Regions from separate parts of the Mus musculus genome. Here region 2 is linked to region 1. The links are chromatin contacts, called in public Hi-C maps. All regions are on one chromosome and are shown on one strand. Each heading gives the region's core, a stretch centred on a gene start, on an enhancer-like site or on the middle of the called end of the contact. The rest is flanking DNA. Distances are from core to core; before and after follow the strand shown.

Region 1 (3,606 bases), core at 480-2,979:
ATTTTTGTTGGATTTATTTTGATAGTGTTTAAAATAAATTAAGTGTGCCCAGACCATGCTATGTCACTATGACACTCTTTCTTTCTGGGTATCTATAAATACTGCAGATCTGAGCACAGGGCACTGCTATAAGGACGGGCCTTCGATTGAACACCGTTTCTGTTGGGACTGGCTTGATGTGGTGTGAGTGTCCATGTGGGCAAGGACTCTCACACGAAGACCAGGACCACAAACAAACTGTGCCCATCATGAGTGCTTACTGTGAGATGGCTGAACAACTGTTCCCCATTCTCCTCTCACTGAGCCTCACAGCAGCAGCCCTGCAAGGTAGCTGTGTGTTGATTAGGAACACGGAGGTGCAAAATCTTACCTGCAGTTACCAACCACACAACAGAAGAAACCCCAGTCTGAAGCCTTCTTGCTTTGTCTCTTTCTCTAAAGTTTATGGCTGCAGTCACTGTCCTCTAATGCGTTCCTGACCAGGAAGTAGTAAATAGACCAGAGAACTGAGGGAGAAAAAGGCGCTTACAGGAAATACACAAGGCTTGCGTCTAATCTGCTCTGTTTCAGGATTTAAAATGACAGAGCAAAATGGAAAGCCAGCAGGGATTTTTAAACATGACTCAGAGATCAAACATGACTCCTTTTTGTCCCAGAACACTTCACACTCGAACCCCAGGCTTCACTGCTGCTGGTGCGCGTCCAGACTCAGTCCTGTAATTGGTCAATTTACATCGTGTTTGTCGCCAGCAGATTAGGAAGGCACAGGTGTCAGATCTAGGAAATCCGCAGAATCTCAGCCTTGTTGAGACTAATTGGTCCAAACGATAAAATGTTAATTAGAAAATAAATCTAAACCTTTATTTTTGTAACTTTGATTGGTGTCCCTCTTTCTTAAATCCCTATGTATTCACAAGGTTAAAAAAAAATTTCTTTCCTCTAGAAACTATGAGTGTTAAATGTGAGAATTACCAAGACTTTTCATTGAAAACATCAGCCAGTTTATTAAAATGTATTCAGTTGCTGCAGATCCTTAAAATCATGGTTCACATCTATCTATACCATCTTTAACGGGAGAGAGCGGTGGGAGACAGCATCAAAGCCTCCTTGCGGGAGGAAGCCCAGAACCCCGGATGTGTTCCCCGTGGGGGGGGGGGGGGCGCTCTTTCTTCTCTTGCAAGGACAGCAACATTAGCACAACAGCATCAGACAAAGGAGAGTTCGTCTTGTTCATACCCCTAGCTTGTGCAGCTTCCTTCTCCACAGGCTTGAGAATACCCCTGTTCTCACAGTAATAAGTCCCAGGTCTTAATTTCCTTTCAGTATTTGGAGTCGCCACTATGCTATAGGATTTTCGGTGCTAGAATGTTTGCACTGGATTGGTAGCTGTCCCTCAAGGCTGCTGCCTTGGGAGGTTATATACACTTGAGTCATTAGTATTTGGAGACCGAGGATGACTCTAGACCCATTGAGTTTTTCTCAGCCAAATACCTGGTACTCAGCACTCTACCTTACAGCCAGCTCTCATCTGACTTCGGTAGCCTTTCCCTGTTTCCCTATTAAAGTTCGCCTGCTGAGGTGACCACTGATAACCAGTGATGACCACATCTGTTAATGTGACACTTGATGAGCCCTTACTTCATTAGAAGTCAGTCTGCTACACTCTGTCTCTCTGACTAAGCTGTGGGCAGCACAGAAGAAGCAGGAGCCGTCTCGCGTTACCACAGCAGTGCCTGTCAATCAGACCCTCGGGGCTTTGAGAAGGGAATGAATGACTGTGTCTAACTTTACACGTGCAGAAGAAGAAGCCTGGAGGCCGGGGAAAGGCTGCAGTGATTTGCACAAGCACTTATGAGACAAACATCCTGCCTAGCTCTAGCCTAGAGGACTTTAGGTCACACAATGGCGTGACTGTCAGCCGGGGTAATTTACATAAAAGCAGTCACGGAGACGATCTGATTCTCTGCCCGTCTGTAGTTGGCTGGGATTCCAGACGTCTAAGGAAAAGAGCTAGGAGCTACTGTCAGTGAGAAATGTGTCCTTGTGTGTGTGGCCATGAGCACATGTGTGCACATGCATGTAGTGGGGAGGCTGCGAAGGAAGGCTACGTTTCTCTTCTGCACACTGCCACATACCTCAGGCTATCACCGTAGGAACCTGCCCGCTTTCCTGGAAGCTCATGGATATTTATACGTTATTGGTTGAATTTATGATGAAAACTTAATGTATAATTTCTCTAACATTTTTTGGAAAAAATAAATGAAACAAACGTCTTACAGCCTGGAAATATCCACCAAAAAAGTCCTATTTCTTTCCAGGATTTCAGATATATTTAGGTTTCTTTTATGTAAGTGGCATCATTTTTAATGAAGTCCTATATTCTTCATTTTCAACAAATGTTACATAACGACTCATTAAAATTTCTTCAGAAAAAAATTCAAAAACATAATTTTAATGACTGTATAATATTGCATTTTATGGATGTATCATAAATGTCTTAATTATTTCTTCTTCTTAGATATTTATGCTCTTTCCAGGCCTTTTGTTATAAATAATGCTGTGATGAGTCCCCGAATAAAACTTTCTCTTCCTCTCAGACTATTTACTTAGGCCACATCTCTAGCTCTGAAGTTAGCTCATATGTACACACGGTACATTGCTAGGTTTTCAATACATATTGCTAAGCTACATTTCAGGAAATATTTTTTCACAATTTATTTGCTAGCTAAGGCGTTGTGAATGTCATGGAAGACAGACATAAGGTGTAGCCACAGCCCCTTTCCGTGAAACTGAAACTGTGGGACAGAAGGGTATGGTCCTTCTGCAATCCAGGAGCAGATCACAAGGGCCTAACTGCAGGCCGGTGAACTCCGCAGGCCAGCCGCCTGGCAGAGGCTTAGATAAGAGGGCAGAACAGCAGTCACCTGACAGAAAGACCAGGCCACACTTCAGCACACAGGGGACCTGGTAGCAACATCTTCCAACACGTATCAAGTGCCTTTGAAATGTGCAGTTTACCTATCAGGTGGTACCCAAGCATTCTGAGAGAGACCACTGGCTACCGGACACCCACCTTCTTGGTGCATTGCTTCCTTATGTCCCCCCACCCCGGATCACTTGAGTAACTGTACTCCAGGGCACAGACCATCACCCTTGTGTTCACTGTGACCCGGCCAGCCCATCTGATTTGATTACTGATCCTATCGTGGATATCTTTATACATGAGTCAAGCTTTTATGTAAGACAGTAAAATATTAAAATGCTTAAAAGCATAGACTCTGGAGCCAGGCTGTCTGAGCTCAGTTCCTAGCTCTGCCATTTCGTAACTGCAGGGTCTTAGGCAGGTTCCTAAGTCTCTCTGGTGTTGTCTTCTCATCTACAGAGTGGATAACAATAGTGATTCTCTTTAGACTTGCCATTCGGATGTGCTACGACTTACGTCAGGTCTGTAGTGAGTACTGTATAAGAATGCCCTGCTATTTCTTTTGAAGTTACTAAAAATTAGATTCAACGGAGGAGGGAGCATCCGGGGGTGAGAGTGCCACAAAGCACCTGCTGGAGCTTTGGGGATAAAAAGAAATTTGTTCTGACCTGACTGGGTTCTCT
Region 2 (3,606 bases), core at 681-3,180, 110 kb after region 1:
TCTGTGACTACAAACCAAGCTTGCCTGTACTTACACAACTTTGTAAATGTTTCGTGTGGTGGTGGTGGTGGTGGTGGTGGTGGTGGTGGTGGTGGTGGTGGTGGTATCTGAAGGATAGGGACTCCAATGTGGGATTGCTAAATCATTTAACAAAGATGTGGCCATGTCACTTGCTCATGGGCTGTGTGTTCATAGATTGTACCCTTTTGTACATATATATGAGTATCCTGGTGTGTATTGTGCAGCGGGTCCTCCATTGATTTCTGGGTTGGACTTTTTCTGGCTATTGGACAAGAAGTGCTGTCCTTTTTCTCTGATGCAGCATGGCACTAAGGCCACTGGAGATTTTTCTGGATCTCTCTGATCGAGTTTTTGCCTGCTTTCCAGCGGAGTGGCTGCTCTTTCCTTCTCCTTTTCTGGAAGATGCTTCTGTTTGCAGGAGGTAGTTTGTCTCTACTCAGAACGGGAGGGAGAAGAGAGCAGACGGTCAGTCAGCCCAGGTGTCAGGTGGGACGCAATGGGGATTCAGATAGAGGCTGGGGCAGGGCAGGCAGGCAGGCAGGCGTTGCCAGCAATGAGAATCTTGTTATGAGTTCTGTCCTTGTGCCCAGGCCTCATTCAGACCCTCCTCCTGCCAACAACTTCCCCAGAACTGCCTGGGTAGAATTATCCATGGCCCTTGCCAGGGCTCAGGTCTGCGGCTATTGTAGTCTGCTTTATGCTGGTCAGTAGCCAGAAGGTATAAGAGGGAGTGCTGGCAGAGGTGCTGGGGGCTGTGAATAGTAAATACATCCCAGGGGGTTGCAGCAATTGATGTAGCCATGTCCCTTGTTTAGTCTGACCCTTGGTTTCTCTTCCGGGTAGTGGAAGGATAATGCTCAAGTTGGCATCTGATAGAATCACCAAGGGAGTTTTGTAATGACATGGTGCCTGGACCCAGCCTCAAAGGGGTTATGTTCCATGCATCCATCAGTGGAGAACTGATGATGTATGTCCGTCCATCTCTTCTGTCTCAGACACTCTGACAGCATTACAATCTTGCAGAGCCTCATTCCTTCCAAGGCAAAGAGAGGTGACTCACCACCCCATGCCACACATCAAGAGACTTCTGTGGAATAAGGAGGAAGAGTTACCTTCTTAAGCCTTGTTTCCTTATCTCCAGTGGTTGTGAGCACACACTGGGGGTAGCTGCAAACAGTTGTCAGCCTCTAAGCTGTGTGGATTGGACCCACTGAATACGCAAAGCTAATCTTGCTCGAATTAATCACCCCAAGCAGTTAGCCACTTGTACTCTTTCCCTGCTGGGATGACGGGCGGGTCAGGCTCTCGCAGCCTCGGAACTTATGAATAATTGTTTCCTCTCTGATGCTGAGCTTGTGGGTTTTTTTGATGAAAAGAAAATCCATGATTTTTTTTTCCCACATGAGTTGAAGCTGCTGTTCACACGGGGAGACTTCTCAGCGCTCACTTTAATAACTCCGGCTTCTCTGACCTTTCCTTTCTGTTCCCCTATTTATGCCACACAGATTGGTAGAAAAAAAAAAGTCCAGAGCGTGCATCCAGGAGAAGCTTTCGAAGCGGGCGGGCAGGCGAGTGGGCTCACCGACTGCATTTCCTATCCCTTTTGCTTTTTAAATGCTCCTAAGCAAATAGCCCCAGCACCATTGATCATTAGGAAGCCATGGGTGAAGAGCCGATGCTTCACTCCAATTACCGGGGCAGGTCCAGCAGGCTTTGCGCTGTGGGGTAGAGCCCACAGCACTCCAAGTATAATCGGAGCTCCGGCAACCTGAAATTTGTTTTAGGCTTAATTGGCCCGAGGCTGGTACATGGCCCCCAGCTCTTCCTCTGCAGCTATGCACACTGTATTTTCAGTCCTGGAGTGACTGACTGGGTTGCTTCCACAAGGCCTCATTCCATTGAGAGAGAGAGAGAGCCTGGATGCTTGCCACATGAAAGGCTCACAGCAGAGACCACCCACCTGCCATAGACCTAGAGCTTGCCTTGTGATGGTGTGATGTCATGCCCAAGTACCTGAGATTTAAATAAATAAATAAATAAAAATACCACTCTCCTTATTTAATTCTCCACTCCAAGCAAATCCTTGCACCTTGCAAGCAGCTTCAGCAGGGAAGCATGTATGCACAACAGCTCCTAACCCTCCTGCCTCTAATTTAATCTTGTGGTCGCGTAAATTACAGTGTTGTCTTTGACAACTGTCCGGTTGGTTAGTGACTTCAGGGCACCCGAGGGGACTCAGAGGATTGGCAGCAGCCGTCTCCTCTGATTTCACACCACAGTGTCAGCGCAGAGCACCTCTGTGACCTCAGGAATCACGGGGGTCTCACCACCGAGACATAAGTACTCGTGCACAGACACACAGGCGCACACACTCACACACACACACTCGACCTTCAGCCACTCTGCCCTCAACCAAGTTGGAAAATGGGACTGGACATCCCCCTGCCTGCCTTGACCTTTCCAGGAACAAGCCTCCATCCCTAAGTGACCTAGGAGCTGTCAGCCAACCCATGCAAAGTGACACCACCTGTTCAAATACTCCAAGGGCTACAGGAAGGGTATGCCAAGGAACAGGAGGAAGACAAGATGTGTATTTTACTACACCACAGCCTGGCTCTGTCTCCAGAATACCACATGATCTAGAATCGGACTTTAAGCTCGTCTAGTCTGCGCGTGTGCATGATGAGAATGGGAGACAGTTATTACTCATCTGTTCATTTTCCCTGAAACCAAGTGATCCCGACCTCCTTTGGAGCTTCCATGGTAAACAGCTCTTTCTGCTGAAAAAGTTTTCTCCAAGCCAGTGTCCCTGGAAGCAGGAGTGAAGCTCTCCTTCCACACTTGTCACCATTTGTCACATTTGTAAGAAAGATCTCTGTAGATCATGAGCCAATTTGTTGGGGGCAGCTATCCATCAAGGCAGAACCTGAGCATTCATCTTGAAGCCTGGCAGCTGCTGCCTACACAGAACAGACGATGCCTGCAAGGAGTGACAGTGACAGTGAGTCCTCTGCGAGAGGGCCGCAGCACCCTGTGGCATGTAATGAGTGTAGGCAGGGAGAGACTCCAAAGGGAAACTGCCTGTGTGAGATCATTGTAAACCTCACACCCCGTCTGCATATGTCTTGCCCGAGTCTAACACTCAAGGAGGACGTGGTCTCCAGAGACTCTGGCTCCATTTGACAGCATCTTAAATGTCAGCATTAAAATTCATACCCGGTTCTGAAAATGTATGGAATGCTCAGGAGAGGTTCTGTGTGACCACTCCAACTTTGAGGAATTATACATTATTGGTGCGGCAGATAATCAGAGTGCTGGCAGAATCCGTGTGAGCTTCACAGAGAGTCTTTCTTCTGGGGACCTGAGATGGAAATGCAGCAGGAGGCATTGAACAGGCAGCTAGCACCTAACGGGACAAGGGCATGTCAGGGGCTTCAGGAGCAACTTGACAACTGACCAACCGGGTGTGAGAAACTCGGGAAGCTAAGTATCACAGTAGTCATGGGAGCTAGCTGGGGAGAGGACCACTCTCGAGGCACAGGCGTGGGACAGGGGTGTAAGGGCAGCATTCTGCACCCGTGACAC

What was found. Hi-C and Micro-C count contacts between places; a contact is called where the count stands out from the background.
Region 2: a Hi-C map of the N1E-115 cell line shows a contact between it and region 1, with 2.7 times the contacts expected there. The contact joins two enhancer-like sites. A contact is called at or near these places in 3 of 484 Hi-C or Micro-C datasets (the N1E-115 cell line, Th1 cells and nephron progenitors), 2 of 115 datasets of contacts at active chromatin or transcription factors (embryonic fibroblasts and embryonic stem cells) and 1 of 9 other capture datasets (liver).

The regions. Positions count from the first base shown.
Region 1 is chr19:58,059,207-58,062,812 of GRCm38.p6, forward strand. All of the region lies in intron 28 of Atrnl1 (attractin like 1), which reads left to right. Among named protein-coding and RNA genes, the nearest start is that of Mir5623, 9.8 kb to the left of the region's middle. Within about 2 kb of position 1,730, at least 63 of the 459 cell types and tissues checked have an H3K27ac peak or open chromatin away from gene starts, as enhancers often do. A contact at or near this core is called in the N1E-115 cell line, where this site is marked.
Region 2 is chr19:58,164,506-58,168,111 of GRCm38.p6, forward strand. No RefSeq gene overlaps it. Among named protein-coding and RNA genes, the nearest start is that of Gm41875, 66 kb to the right of the region's middle. Within about 2 kb of position 1,931, at least 18 of the 459 cell types and tissues checked have an H3K27ac peak or open chromatin away from gene starts, as enhancers often do. A contact at or near this core is called in the N1E-115 cell line, where this site is marked.